Regions from separate parts of the Ovis aries genome. Here regions 2 and 3 are each linked to region 1. The links are chromatin contacts, called in public Hi-C maps. All regions are on one chromosome and are shown on one strand. The core of a region is the stretch at or near the end of the contact, and the rest is flanking DNA. Distances in the headings are between cores, read along the strand shown. Region 1 holds the start of TRPC4AP (transient receptor potential cation channel subfamily C member 4 associated protein). Region 2 holds the start of GGT7 (gamma-glutamyltransferase 7). Region 3 overlaps MMP24 (matrix metallopeptidase 24).

The links. Hi-C and Micro-C count contacts between places; a contact is called where the count stands out from the background.
Region 2: a Hi-C map of liver shows a contact between it and region 1, with 5 times the contacts expected there. The contact joins the promoter of GGT7 here to the promoter of TRPC4AP in region 1. A contact is called at or near these places in 5 of 16 Hi-C or Micro-C datasets (hypothalamus, liver, muscle and 1 more).
Region 3: a contact with region 1 is called in a Hi-C map of hypothalamus, with 2.9 times the contacts expected there. The contact joins the enhancer-like site here to the promoter of TRPC4AP in region 1. A contact is called at or near these places in 2 of 16 Hi-C or Micro-C datasets (hypothalamus and skin fibroblasts).

Annotation. Positions count from the first base shown.
Region 1 is chr13:64,361,915-64,366,832 of ARS-UI_Ramb_v3.0, reverse strand. TRPC4AP (transient receptor potential cation channel subfamily C member 4 associated protein) reads left to right here and starts at 2,560. Exons shown (of 19, transcript XM_004014517.5): 1 at 2,560-2,753. The coding sequence starts at 2,586. It overlaps LOC121816212 (a long non-coding RNA gene), which reads right to left and starts at 2,427. Exons shown (of 3, transcript XR_009596102.1): 1 at 1,967-2,427; 2 at 408-654.
Region 2 is chr13:64,175,149-64,180,066 of ARS-UI_Ramb_v3.0, reverse strand. It overlaps GGT7 (gamma-glutamyltransferase 7), which reads left to right and starts at 2,303. Exons shown (of 15, transcript XM_042230077.2): 1 at 2,303-2,517. The coding sequence starts at 2,349.
Region 3 is chr13:64,524,217-64,529,134 of ARS-UI_Ramb_v3.0, reverse strand. It overlaps MMP24 (matrix metallopeptidase 24), which reads right to left. Exons shown (of 10, transcript XM_027977120.2): 7 at 4,581-4,795; 8 at 1,768-1,906; 9 at 99-365. Among named protein-coding and RNA genes, the nearest start is that of MMP24OS, 8.1 kb to the left of the region's middle. Within about 2 kb of position 2,279, at least 6 of the 54 cell types and tissues checked have an H3K27ac peak or open chromatin away from gene starts, as enhancers often do. A contact at or near this core is called in hypothalamus, where this site is marked.

The DNA of each region.
Region 1 (4,918 bases), core at 1,311-3,810:
ATGACTGAGCGACTGAACTGAACTGAAGAATGCATCTGTTCATTAATTTACTGAGCCAATAAACATATTTGATCACCTACTATGTATCAAGTTCTATGTGCTGGGGATATAAATGCAGCAATGAGCAAAGACCCGAATTATCCTCTAGGCAGGGGGAGGGGTGCAGAAAGTGAAAAACCATGTTAGGTCAAACAAAGCAGGTAATAAGATGGAGAGCGTAAGTAAGGAGTGCGAGGGCTGTTTTTATATGGATGGTAGGGAAGGTCTCTCCTTGAATAGAAACCTGGAGTACATGAGAAAGCAAGCCATTAAGAAAGCTTCCAGGGGATGAGAAGTTTTGGCTGAGAGCACACTGTAAGTTTCTCACACATTCTGGATACTGACTGTTTCCCAAAATATTCCCTTACCTTTTATGGTTGTTTATGCTGTCTTACGGAGAAGGCAATGGCAACCCTCTCCAGTACTCTTGCCTGGAGAATCCCATGGACAGGGGAGCCTGGTGGGCTGCAGTCCATGGGATCGCGAAGAGTTGGACACGACCGAGTGACTTCACTTTCACCTTTCACTTTCATGCACTGGAGAAGGAAATGGCAACCCACTCCAGCATTCTTGCTTGGAGAATCCCAGGGACGGCGGAGCCTGGTGGGCTGCCATCTATGGGGTCGCACAGAGTTGGACACGACTGAAGCAACTTATCAGCAGCAGCCTGCTGTCTTATGGGGCTTCCCTGGTGGCTCAGACAGTAAAGAATCTGTCTGCAATGTGAGAAACCTAAGCTCAATCCCCAGGGTGGGAAGATCCCCTGGAGAAGGAAATGGCAACCCACTCCAGTATGCTTGCCTGGAGAATCCCATGGACAGAGGAGCCTGGCAGGCTACAGTCCAAAGGGTCGAAAAGAGTTGGACATGAACGAGCAACTAACACTACAGTGTCTTATACAGAAGGCTTTAATATTGTTACGGTCAAACTTGTCAATCTTTTCCTCTTCATGACTTCTGGGCTATATGATTGAGAAGAACTTTCATACCCCCAAATCATAAAAGTAGTCCCATAGATTCACTTCTACTGTTTTTATACTTTGATTTTTAACATATATAATTTACATTTCATAAGTTTATGAGGTATAATTTACATACAATAAAACTCACCCACTTTGAGTCTAATGATTTGTAGCCAACTTATGGTTGTATAACCATTAGCACAATCCAGCTTTAAAACTGTACTTTGATTTTGTTACATACAGCTTTTAGTATGTCTGAGATTCATTTTAGCTTTTGGTGTAAAGTTCAACACCTAACTTTTTTTTTTTTTTCTTTCCCCATTGATTTGAAATGTCTCCCTTACCACATGTTAAGTTTCCATGCATACCTGAATCTGATCTTGATCTCCTTGTTTCAGGGGTCACAAATAGGGTTTTATTTGGCCCATGGGGTTTTCAAAATTGGGTAATTTCACATAAAAATTCAGACTTTTGGCCTTTCTGGAAAAAACCAGACAATTCAGCAACAACCTGCTGGAGGCGAGTAGAGCCCACTCCCTGCAGATGGGAATGAGGATGATGACCACAATCCCAGGTTACCAGAAACAGCCGCTTTATATGCTTACTGTCCTGTTGTAATTAATAGCACTCTTTCATTCTCAAAAATGTTCTGGTTTGGGCAATAAATTATGAGTTACAATCTCTACCATTCCTTATTGCACCACACCCAGCATTCCTCTTTCATTTATGTTATTAATACAAGACCCCCTCCCAGAACGAAAAAAGAAAAGGAGACGCCACGATCCTACCACAGAAGTTTGCCCAAAGCATGATTATTTGGGCTCAGAGTAGAGTAAGAACATCCTGGTGGGGAGAAATCAGGTCAGGTTTCCTCTGACAGTGAATATGATGTCACAATTTACCAACCATTTCCCCTTCCCTTATTTCATTTAACTTCACAGCAACCTACCAAGTTACACAACTTACCCTACTGTGCGTCTGAGTAGGGATGTGCTGTCTTCCCCTGTAACTCGCATTCCAAAACAGGGACCTAGTTATCTTCTCTGCTCACCACTGCTTTTCCAGGGACCGCTCGGTGCTGGGCGCAGAGCTGGCTCCAAGGAACTATGTATTGGCTGAATAGGCTCCCAGGAACTACCGATTGAATGAACTCGGGAAAATGAGGCTCGGGGAGGTCCGTGGCGAGTCTCAGCAGAAAGAAGCAGGTGGGAATCAGAACAGGCGGCCTGATTCCTGGTCTGGAACCCAAGACCTTTTCCTAGTCATTTGACTCTAACCTCCCCAAATTGGCAAGAAATGGGAGACTGCGCACGCAGGGACTTGTCTTCGACCTGGAGGGACCTCAGTGAAATGCTGGACCGAGGGGCCCAAAGGACAAGTGGCGCAAGAAACGCCTCTCTCTCATCTGCCCGCTTGGGAGCAAGACTACATTTCCCAGCAGCCCCCGCGGCACGCACAGCCCCTGCCACGCGGCCTGCGCCTCCGCCGTCGGCCCACTGGGGGCGCTGCGGCGACCCCTCTGCCGCCCCGTAGAAATCTCCGCGGCCCCGGGGCCGCTTGCTTCCTGTTTGTAGGACGAGGAGACATGGCGGCGGCGCCGGCGGCTGCTGGGTCTGGGGCCGGCCGAGGGCGACGGGCGGCGGCAACGGTGGCGGCTTGGGGCGGATGGGGCGGCCGGCCGCGGCCGGGTAACATTCTGCTGCAGCTGCGGCAGGGCCAGCTGACCGGCCGGGGCCTGGCCCGGGCCGTGCAGGTATGAAGCCGGCCCGGAGGGGCGGGGCGGGGTGGACCGGGCGGGAGCTGGCGGGGGGCCGGGGAAGAGGCCTTTCCAGGCCGCCGCAGTACGGGCCTGACCCCTCTTGGCCGGTCGCTGGGCCTCTCTGAAGGCTGTCCCGACGCTGTCAGCCGCGGCGGGGCAGTGGGCAGCGGCGGGCTAGAGGCCCCGGGTTAGGGACCGAGCCGGGCTGGGCTGCATCGGGCACTGATGGCGTGTACGAGTCCTGGGCCCAGCTCCTGGATCCTCCCTTCCTTGCGCCACGTCTGCACGTCTGGGGGACCCTGGGCGAGTTTGCTTTAGCCTCTACGGGCCACGAGTTTCTCCGCGTTGAACTGGGCGGTGGGTCATCATTGCAGCCACCAAACGGTTCCCAGGTCATCATAAATGTCATTCTCTCGGAGGCCTTTCCTTGACATAACCCCTCCCCCGCTTCTAAAGTAGGTCCCCATTGTTATTCAGTTACAGCCCAGAATTCATTTGGTTCACATCACTTTCTTAGTCTCTAATTACATATTTCTTTGTTGTCTTCTCTTTTTCTCGCCTGTATCTTACATTCGGCTGAGCTCCAACGGGTGCAGGGACTGTATCTGTGTTGCGTGTGTAAAGCGTCATGGTTAACAGCTAGGGTTCCAGGAGTCAGGCCTGGATTCAGAACCCTGCTGTCTCTTGATTGGGCAAGTTTACCTTTCTGTGCCTCAGTTTCCTCATTTGTAAAATGAAGATGATAATTAGTAACCAACCTGTTAAGGTGTTGTGAGGATCAAAGACAATTGTGTAAAGCGTTAAATGCATTTCTGGTGCATAGTAAAAAGCTGAAGAGTAATCAGTTAATACTAATGCAGTACTTGTTATCTAGCTTACTCTACGTGGCTATTATATGATTAGTTTTTTTTTTTTTTTTAATGAATGAAGGACACTGCTTTAGAGTAAATCAGGATGAGTAAGACCAAGGTTGCTTGCTCCTCCCCTTCCCCCTCACCTTGTTCCCAGAAGTTACCTTGTAAACACTCCTGTAAAACATTAGCTTAACTTAAGGACAGCTTTTGCATAAAGAAACTTTTAAGTATGTACAGGAAACTAATAAAGTGGTTGGTGGAGTGGGAATTGGGTAGATGAGGGAGAGAATGAGAGTGAGATTTTTCATAGTAACTTAGTTTTGAGCCATTTTAATATTATATGGTTAAAAGGACATATATATATATATACACATATATGTGTGTGTGTGTGTTTGTATAGGGTTACAGATGAAGAAGCAGTTCTGGGTGAGCAGTATTTTCCTTGCCATAAGATAACCATAGATGAGCAACTTTTTTCCCTTTGCATTCTTCTCTATCTGCCTTAAGATCCTGGAAATACTTGCTCTGTCCTTTAACCCAAAGACTCTTACTGACCTGAGTAGGTAGGAGTGGGCAGAAAGGGAACTCAACTCACCTTTACTGAGTACATACTTTGGATCAAGCATTGTGCAAGTTATACTGTGTCTTTATTTCATTCTCAAGTCTTTTGAATCAAGTGTCAGGACTCATCTCTTAACACAGATGAAGAAACTTAGGCTCAGAAAGATTAGGCAATTTGCTCCCAAGCACTCTTCTTGATAATCTTCTGTGTTCTGAGAGCAATAGAGAACCACCAAAGTTCTTTAACTCAATGAATGAAAGAGAATTAAGTTCTTTACACATATTTGTACCCAATGCTGGATGGCTTGGAGTGGAAGGAGACTGGAGGAACTCATCGGATAGAAGGTGCTGGAATGTTCTTGAGCCCCATTTATAGTCTGTGGTAATAATTGATTACCACATTAATTATGACCATTAGTATGGTAATCAAGTTGTATACAGACAGGTGTGGGAGCTATATCAGAAGTTGAGGCTGAGGTTCCTTTCCAAAACTATAGTGAGGATCAAGTGGGGATCTTCATCTTTCATATGTGTCCCTTCTTAGTAGCTTTCTTTGATCTCGTCCTTGTTTCACTCTTTTTCCTCCCCCCACATTGCAGAGTGAATGATTTCCTCACAGGTATTTCCATGACACAGTGAGTATATTCTCTTATGGCCTGTGGAATACTTGGAAAGACCAGGTTAAAATTTTCTTCTTTGCGTTTTAAACACATAATGTAAAGTTTACCAACTCATTCATTTTTA
Region 2 (4,918 bases), core at 1,054-3,553, 190 kb after region 1:
ACTCTTTGTGACCCCATAGACTATAGCATGCCAGACCTCCCTGTCCACCACCAACTTCTGGAGCTTGCTCAAACTCATGTTCACTGAGTCAGTGATGCCATCCAACCATCTCATCCTCTGTCATCCCCTTCTCCTCCTGCCTTCAGTCTTTCCCAGCATCAGGATCTTTTCTAAGGAGTAAGTTCTTTGCATCAGGTGGCCAAAGTATTGGAGTTTCAACTTCAGCATCAGTCCTTCCAATGAATATTCAGAACTGATTTCCTTTAGGATTGACTGGTTTGACCTCCTTGTGGTCCAAGGGACTCTCAAGAGTCTTCTCCAACACCACAGTTGAAAAGCATCAATCCTTCAGTGTTCAGTTTTCTTTATGGTTCAACTCTCACATCCATACATGACTCCTGGAAAAATCATAGCTTTGACTAGATGGGCCTTTGTCGGCAAAGTAATGTCTCTGCTTTTTAATATGCTGTCTTGGTTGGTCATAGCTTTTCTTCCAAGGAGCAAGCGTCTTTTAATTTCATGGCTGCAATCACCATCTGCGGTGATTTTGGAGCCCAAGAAAATAGTCTATTACTCTTTCCATTGTTTACCCATTTATTTGCCATGAAGTGATGGCAAATAGTTCTAGTCCAAGGGCACACGGTCCTAGTATAAACAGTCCTCTTCCAGTCCCACACACAAAATTTTGGGCAGCCCTCTACCTCTTGCTCCTCCCAGCTCTTCTCTTAAGCTCGAGCGGTTTCCCAACACACTGCTGCCCTCTCCTGTCTACAGATGGCATGGCAGATGCTGTACCCCAAAGGGATTTCACAGGGTTAAAGTCATCTCTAAGCCTGGAGCCTGAGGCTGGGGGAGGAGGGGATATGTGGCCAAGGTCTTAACCAGCCCCCTCCCTCTGCCAGGGATTGTGGAAAGAAGAGACCATGAGAAAAAGCAGATACTCTCTTCATGTCCAGGAAAGGGTAAGGAAAATGTGATTCTCATCTGAGTACTGGAAGACAGGCAGATAGACTGTTAAATGGAAATTTGGACAAGAGGCCTGATAATAAAGGGAACCAACATTCCATCCTTGGAGACTGGGTAGTAGAGCAAGCTCTGGTGTAGTTGGAATTTGTCAGAGTGGGAAATATTTGGATCACGTTGGACAAGATGAGAATCCACGAGATTAAGGAAATGATGATAAAGACTATGGCATTTACTATGTTAAGTAGGTGTGAAGCCATATTCTAAAAACTTTCCATATGCGATTTAATCTTCACAACCAGAGACAGCTGCTATTATTCTCTCCATTTTACAGATGAAGAAACCCATACGGAACGAAATTAGGTACTTTACCCAAGATTACAGTTTGTAAGTGGTCACAGACGGAATAGAAGAACCCATAGACCCATTCCCTACCCTCTCCCACCCCAGCCCATTCCTGCCGTATCATCACCACCACCATTTCTTCTTTCTCAAAGTGTCCTTTCCAGAACCACATAAAAAACTCTTTAAATAATGGTAAACACGCAGGTTCCAGAGATCCCATTCCAGCCAACTAAATCATGATTGCTAGAATGCCATCTAGAGACCCGCTTTTAAAATCCTAACATGAGTTCAACACTTGCTAATAGGTCAGGGTTCCCAGAAGGGATTGTGATTGAAAGAGGAGTTGGCGAAATGCTGAGGAGGGTGGTCCAGGGAAGGATCCGACCACCCAGGAGAGACGTCCAAGAAGGGTCTCAAAATGAAGCAGGTTGTGGATGAAGTTAGGGGGCTGGGGCTGGGGGCAGAGGGGTTGATGAAGGCGGAATCTGAAGTCGAAAGAGGGCTCTGCGGTCGGAGGAAGTATGAGATAGGAGAATAAAGATCTTGGAGTTCAAGAAGGGGTCTGAGGTTCGAGAAGTTTGGCATTAGAGACAGCATCTGGGGTCGACGAGAGGTTTGCAGTCAGTGAACTGGACTGCGAGCCGATGAGGGAACCTGGAGTCTGAGGAGGTTTCTAGCTCAAACTAGAAGGAAGAAGGGGTTTGGTCACTGGGCTGCGTGAGGTGCCCCGAGCCACTAAGGTCGCGTTTACTGAATGCTCTTCCCCCCCTGACTCCCCACTGCGCGACCCCGATCGTCCTCCAGCTTCTGCACCCACACCCTGAGCCCTACCTACGCGCCCGGTGCAGGCTGATAACGCTAAGCGGGAGGGGGCACGTCAAACCCCGACACCTGGGTCAGAGTTTGAGGCGCCCCCTCCCGGCCGTCCAGGAGCTTAGGCCCCGCCCTCCTCCTCCCCCGGCCCCCCCACCCCCACCCCCGCCCGGCCCCCGCCGCAGCACTTCCGGCAGGCGCTGCGCTGCTGGGGGGCGCGGGCGAGGATGGCGGCGGAGAACGAGGCCAGTCAGGAGAGCGCCCTGGGCGCCTACTCGCCGGTGGACTACATGAGCATCACCAGCTTCCCGAGGCTGCCGGAGGATGAGCCGGCGCCCGCGGTCCCTCTGAGGGGCCGCAAGGACGAAGATGCCTTCCTGGGAGACCCGGATACCGGTGAGGCCCGCTTGCCCCATCCCTGCCCCCTGGGACGTCTCTGGTTCTCCTTCATCTGCGCGGAGCATCACCTCCAGCTCCATCTCCCTAATTGATACCCTTCTCCTGGACCTCGCCCTTTTCCTCCCTTGTCTCTGTTAATTTTCTGGTGGGGTTGGGGATGCATCTCTGCCTTGGAGGCTTAGGATGCGACAAGGGAAGGGATGCCGGAGACTGCAGTAGGAGGGGTTGGGGTTACCCCTTGCGAAGAACCAACTAATAAGGAAGGAATGTCGAAGGGGAGTTCCTAAGGAACAGTTGTGATCAACCAGCAGAGGATTTTCTCTAGTCACAGAGAACAGAATAGGAGAAATCAAGTCAGAGACTGCAGCAGGATGGATAGAGGGTAGATCTTGAGAAGAACTTCCCCACAGCCAGGGATTGTGGGAAGGAAAGACCATGAGAAGAAGCTGAAAATCTCTGTATGTTCTCAGCTGTCTGTGAATGATGAGTATTGGGAGACAGGGGGATGGACCATATGACCTCTCAAAGTCCTTGGGGACCAGAGCACCTTCACTGCTCTGTGGCTACCTCACTCTGCCCAGAATGTTAGTAAGGTACCCTGCCCCCTAGCAAGCAGGCTCCAGAATTTTACTGTGTTATCTTCAGCACTCTACAGGAACTGCAAGAGGTGGAAATAGGGAGGCAGGAGACAGGACCTGGGGGAGACCTGGAGCTGAAAGCTCTCTGAGCAGTTTTTCCCTAATGTTCTTTCTCCTGTCCATGTGGCTCAGCTCTGTCCTCCCCTCCATTTTTCATCCTCCACCCCCCACCATCCCTCATTCCCTCAACGTCACTTCCTGGCATTAGAGCATCCTCTGCTTCACTCTCTCTTCCTCTCAGTGCCTGCTCTTGAGCCCTGTCCCTTACCAGCCTGGCAGATTCTGCTTCTCTGGCCCAGCCCTCTCTAGCCTGGCCCTTCTGTAGCTACTCCTAGGCTGACAACCACCAATTCTTCCCCCGTCCACAACTCTCCAGTCACCTGGCTCTGACTAGCAGCCCCTGTCAACCTGACTCGATTGTAGCCTACATGGAGGGGATTTGAGGGGACCATGGGAGGCTTATGGCCATCACATGTCAAAGCTACAGATTAAAACTTCTTTTTTAAAGGGAATAGCCCCAGAATCAGAAGGAAGCAGGAGAGAAGTGGGAGGATATGTCCTGGTGGATACCAGGACTGAAACCAGGTTCTTTATACAGGAGTCAAGAATACCACTTCTGGTCCCAACACTGCCCCGACTCACTGTGTGTCTATGGGCACACATACCCTGATCTGGGCCTTAGTTTCTTCTTCCAGCTCAACTGGGAATGCCTATCTCCCAGTCTAGAGATTGGGAACCCCTGATATGTTTTATCCTTCTTTCCTATGAATGTCTTAGCATTTGTCAAAACTGGTGATTATTTATTTGGGTGACTTTTGATTACAAGCCCTATGAGGATGGGATCATGGCTGTCTTGTTCACCATCCTTTATGCACCATCCAGCACAGTGCTAATCTCTCAGCAAAAATTGTTGAAGAAATAAATGAATGGAAAGAGATCTCAAGATGAAAGAATGGCAGAGGAGGGAGTTCTCAAACCTCAGAGAGTTCCTTAAGGAGTTAATACAGGTTCTGCCCACAAGTGTACAAAAATCCCACAAAGACCGTGGTCACTGGAGTTTCTGGGAACTTGCTCTTTAGACCAAGCTGTGTGCTAAGGTTCCAAGGACCTCGCCATCCTACCTGTGTAGCCATGTCTTCCGTCACTCTTTTCCAAGCCCCAAGGCTCCTCTAAATCAGTAGGACCACCCTACTGGCTAACATGTCCTCCTGTGTTCTCAATCTCCTGGCTCCACTGGGTGGCACTGCCCTATCCTCTATGCAGGACTTTGGTTGTGCCCAGCTAGTCTCTAGCCTGCTGTTTCCCAGAACCAAGTGTCAGGCACCCCGCAGTAGGCTCTGTGGGTAACGGAGCTAGATGGTGACCACTCCACGATTGGGGAGAACTTTCTTTGCTCTTTGCTGAGTTCCAGGCCCACGTGTTCTTCTCTTTCCCAGACATCTGCCTCTAGATGTCCTGCAAGTCCTTCACCTTCTGCATGTTCTGTGCTGTTCTCATCATCTCTTCCCCATTAATCTGTTCTCCCCCCAATGTCACTCTCAATTAATGACACTGCCATTCATCCTGTCCCAAAGTAGAAGCCCTGGAGCCACCCATGGTTCTCTCCCTTCCTCTCATTTCCAGATGGTGATCAGATGCTTTCTGTCCCCCTCCTAAGTATCTTCCAAATTCCATCTCACCATCCCTGGCATCACCACTGTAGACTAAGCTGCCATCCTCTTTGATCTGTATTACCCATAGGCTTCTAGCTATTCTTCCTG
Region 3 (4,918 bases), core at 1,030-3,529, 160 kb before region 1:
CAAACCTAGATATCATGAGAGTACGCCTCCAGTGGGCGGGCCCTGATGAGGCCTACACTAAACCAGATCCCCCCAAACCCGGCCGGGTTCTTACGTACATCCTTCCTTGCTGATGAAGGCCCCTTGGGGAGCCTGGGGGATGCCCTTCCACACGGTGATGGGCTTGGGGTAGCCAGGGTCCGTGGCCCGCCGCTCCTCGCTGTAGCGCCAGTACCGCTCGCCTTTGAAAAAGTAGGTCTTGCCCACAGGTTCCCAGCGCAGAGCCGTGTCAATGCCTTCTCGGGGCAGACAGCTGCCCAGCTCCCCCAGGCTGTGGGGGTATCCAGGCTCCACCGTCACCTCCTTAAACACCCAGTACTTGTCACCTGTGGCCAAGAGGAGCCCAGGATTAGCTTTTCTCAGTCATTCAATGCCGGAGATTGTGCTTAGATCCACTTGCCCATCATCTACTGGGACTGAAGTCATTCATGAAGCCAGTGTCAAGGGGAAACAGCCCTAGGCCTGCTTGATCCCCCTGGCGGGGGCGGCTGGGGCCCCTTGGCCCAGGCAGAGCTTAGAGGGCAAGAAGCCGGAATCTGGTGTCAGGTCCTGGGCAACTCGCCCCACGCTGCCCCGGCTCTGTGCCCCACCCTCTTTCCGTTTCATGTGACTTGCTCCTTAATCCTTTCTGGGTGACCTCAGCCTCTCCTGGCTTCACACACACACAAGTACTCACCTTCTACCAGTGACACCCAGCTCTGAGGCTGTGGCCCATGGCTGCTCTCCCAGTGGACCTGGGCCCCAGGCCCAAGACCCTGATTGCCCACCGACCTCTGGGAATTTCCAGGTCTGCTTCCAGAGTTCCTCATCTCCACCGCGAGGGCTCCCTCCCTCACCACCTCTCTGCCCTGCAGCATCCCCAAAAATGTGGCATCCTTGGTCCTCTTTCCTCCTCCTCTCAGCACTCAGCCTCTTGCAAGGCCTTTTCCATCTCCTGACCTCACTGCTCCTCCCGGCACAAGCCTTAGAGACATCGCCCTCCTCAACTCCAGAAATGGCCTCTTACCTCTGCCCCGATTGCCGCCTGCCCTCTGGCTCTCTGCTGCTCACAGAGAGTGAATGCTAGCACTGACCTAATGGATCGAGACCACAGTCTGGCTGGGCAGCCAGGGCTCTCGGGTCGCTCCCCTAAACCACCCTTCCAGGTGTGGCTCTCGCGCGGCACTCCAAGGCCATTCAGTGGGCTTTCCAAAGGACTTGAACTACTCCTTTGGGCATGCTCTTCCTTCCCCTTGGAATGCTTCCCTCGCTTCTTGCTAGCTGTATCTTATCCTTCTGAGGCCTGGCCAAGTCAAGATAACTGAAGTGAAACAACCCAGCACAAGCTGGGTGAGCTGGACAGCTAGCTCCCCTCCCGCATTCCCTGATTTCTCCAGCCTGTGCGGCCCCCTCCCTCCAGGCTGTTACAGAGCTCACGCGGTGGCCTCCCATGGAGCATGGATGCCCTTCAGTTGTCCACCATCCTCTACCCTGTGTGGGTGAGGCTTGTCACCCCACCAACTCTGGCACATAGAAACCCTCAGCGGTCACTCCCTGACTTAACTGCCCTGCCTGCAGAGGTCCATCCAGTTAGATGTCAGTGTTAGGGCTAGAAAGACCTTTGCAGGAGATCCACCCTCACCCCCCGCACCCCACCCTCCCAGCCCCGTCTTGCCTCTTCAAAGGTGGAGAAAGGGTGTCCTGAAAAGAGAAGGAAACTGTCCCACCCCTCCGCACAGACCATGTTACCTTTGAAGAAGACAAATCTTCCATCCGCCCTTTCATAGGCTGCGTCTATGCGGGCGGGCAGGCCCTTCCAGAACTGCTCAATCTGCATGGGGTAGCCTTCCTGCACCCGGTTATTGCGCAGGCGCCAGAACCAGCGATCCTGGAGGTTAAGATGAGGAAAGAAAGAGGCATAGCCTTTGAACCCAGTGATCTCAGCCCTGGGTCTCGGGCCGCAACAACCCAACACCTTCCCCTGGTCCCCCCCTTGCAAGACTCCATGAAGTCTGTCCATTTACTGCATCTAAATTTCGGAGCCCAATGCTGAAGCCAGGATGCTCATCACCTCTCTTCAATAAGTCATCCAATGGCTCTTGTTGCCCAAGGGGTCGCAAGACAGAGCTGATGGACAGGCCTAGGGGGAAGAGGAGGCAGCGTGGAGCTGGAAAGGATGGTGCGGTGCCTGAGTTGACCACAGGAGGGCAGAGGAGAGTTACTGACATCAGAGGGGCCCTTCCTGAGGTTGGGCAGCAGGGGGCGCTCATTGATGCCGGGCGGAGTGCCCGCCTCATGGCTGGCTCCAGCTGGCAAGCAGGGCGAGGACCATGGGAAGCAAGCTGTGGAAATTCCCCCAAGCCCTGGCTGTGAATTCAGGTTCATCCTCTTACAGTTGCTTGACCTGGGGCTCAATACTTGAAGAGCCTCACCTGCACTGTCGTGTGCTTAGTCGATCAGTTGTGTCCGACTCTGCAACCCCGTGGACTGTAGCCCACCAGGCTCCTCTGTCCATGGGATTCTCTAGGCAAAAATACTGGAGTGGGTTGCCATGCCCTCCTCCAGGGGATCTTCCCAACCCAGGGGTCAAACTCAGGTCTCCGGTGTCCAAGGCAGATTCTTTGCCATCTGAGCCAGGTAATAATGAAGGGAAAGATGATAGTGCCTAGAACAGTACAGGGCACATAGCTGATGTTGATTAAATGGTAGCTCAACAGGCCAAGTGTGGAAAAAAGCCCTCCTCTGCACACTGGCACCTTGTCCCACTGCAGTCCTGGTTGGTAGGCACTCTGGGCGAGGCCTGTAACTTCCCAGGGCCTCAGTTTTCTTATGTGTCAATGGGAATGATAAAACCCAGACTTGCTTAGGAATCATTCAGCTGAGGATCCAAGGGTACAGAAGAATGAACATGATACGTAAAAGATGGTTCAAAAGCTAGAGAAGATTTGCTTTTTTTAGGTGTCTTACAAAACACTTTCACACCCAGCTTTTTAAACCTTATTTTGACTTTCACAACTCCTGTTAAGTAGATCTGAGATAGACAGAGTCTTAAGGAAGGCCTAGTAACTTTCTTTGATCCTCACAGTCAGAGCAGGACTGGGGTGGACCTCTGTTGCCTGATTCTTGGTCAGAGCTCAAAGCTTGCTGGGGAGAATCCACAAGGCGGGTGGGGTGGGGCAGCCCTCCACAATCCCCCAGAGTGCTGGAGACACGCTGCCCAGAACCCCATCAGTGGAGGCTTCTCGTCCTGGGGGCTGGGAGTGTGCTCAGCAGGCAGTTTTCACCTGTTAGCCTTTCTGGGGATGACCTCAGCTCCAGACAGCTCCCCCAAGGTCATGGCCTCCTTTGTCCAGGGACTGAATAAAGTTCCCGCCATTCGGGGCCCAAGTGGGACAACTCTCACAGGCTGTTCTAGTTCCAGAGCTCTCTGCGGGGGTGGCCAGGTCTGCAGTGGGCCTATTAGTATTGCTTGTTGCCCAGTAGTCTCTGTGATCCCATGACTACAGCCCACCAGGCTCCCCTGTCCATGGGATTCTCCAGGCAAGAATACGGAAGTGGGTTGCCATTTCCTTCTCCGGGGGGATCGCCCCAACCCAGGGATCAAACTCGGGTGTCCTGCATCGCAGGCAGATTCTTTACCACCTGAGTCACCGGAGAAGTCCCTCTAGTGGGCCTAGTTGCTACTCATTAATGTCTTCTCCTCTTGCCCTGCCAGGCCTCCCTTTCCTCCTTCGCAGAGATGTGGGTCCCAAAGGTGCATCCTAGTCAAAATCCTGCATCGCAGGACTACCCTAGCAGAAGTGGTTAAGACTTCGCCTTGCAATGTAGAGGGCACAGGTTCGATCCCTGGCTGGGGACTAGGAGCCCATGTGCCTCGGGGCCAAAAGGCCAAAACATATAACAGAAGCAATATTGTAACAAATCCAACAAAGACTTTTAAATGGTCCATATCAAAACAACCTAAAAAAAAAAAAAATCCTGCATCCCAAACACTGTCCCAGAGTCGGCTTCCCTGACAACCAACTGCAACACAGGAGCAGGCCGCCACCCTGTCAGCCCAAGGCTAGAGAGACCCGAGCAGGACAAGGGACGTAACCTGGCCAGCTTTCTGTCAGGGGCGCCTCAGAACCATCCTCTCAGCCCTGCCAGGACCAGAGACAGACTCAGCCATGGCTGCACCAGCCCCTACTCCAAGCTGGTGTTGTCACAGCCACGACTTGTGGGATCTGCACACACCCTTCGTTAGAGCAAGTGACTCCCCCAGCTCTCAGGGGCAGAAACTGAGATCCAGACGATGGACGTGACAGAGTCACAGACCAGAGGCCAGACTCCAGCACTTTTCCCGCAGCGTTGACCCCTGGGAGGGGGCAGGCCCACCCATCTTCCCCCTTCCCTCTTGAAAACAGTCCAGTGACCCAGCAGCGCCAGGAAGAGATGCCGTGTCCTGGCCGCTGGACTTGCTCCCGTCCATCTGGGCCCCCCCGGAAGGCCTAATCCCAGAGCAGCTGCTGTCTCCCACCCATGGTGGGGGAAGGGGCGGGAGCGGAGCACCAAGGTCCTACCTTAAACACAAACATCTCGCCGCGGAAGAGGGCCACCGTGTTGAAGTTGCCATCACAGATGTTGGGTTTGGCGCCCGGTGCGGCTGGCCGGTCCCCGAGGGGTGGCCGAGGGGGCCTGGGCTGGCGCTCGTGCTTCCTCTCGGACGGTGAGTGGATCCTGCGCACCGGCAGCGTGGGGAGGGGCCTGGTGGGCTCCAGGGGCTCGGCCGGGGGTCCTGGAGAGAGGGGCTGCATCTTAGGGTGGGGGCAGCCGTTCCCCGCGCCCCACTGCTGTTGCCTCCGCGTCGCCAGGCAGCGTGAGACAAGCCTGTCACACTTCTGCCCCCTATCCTTTCCCC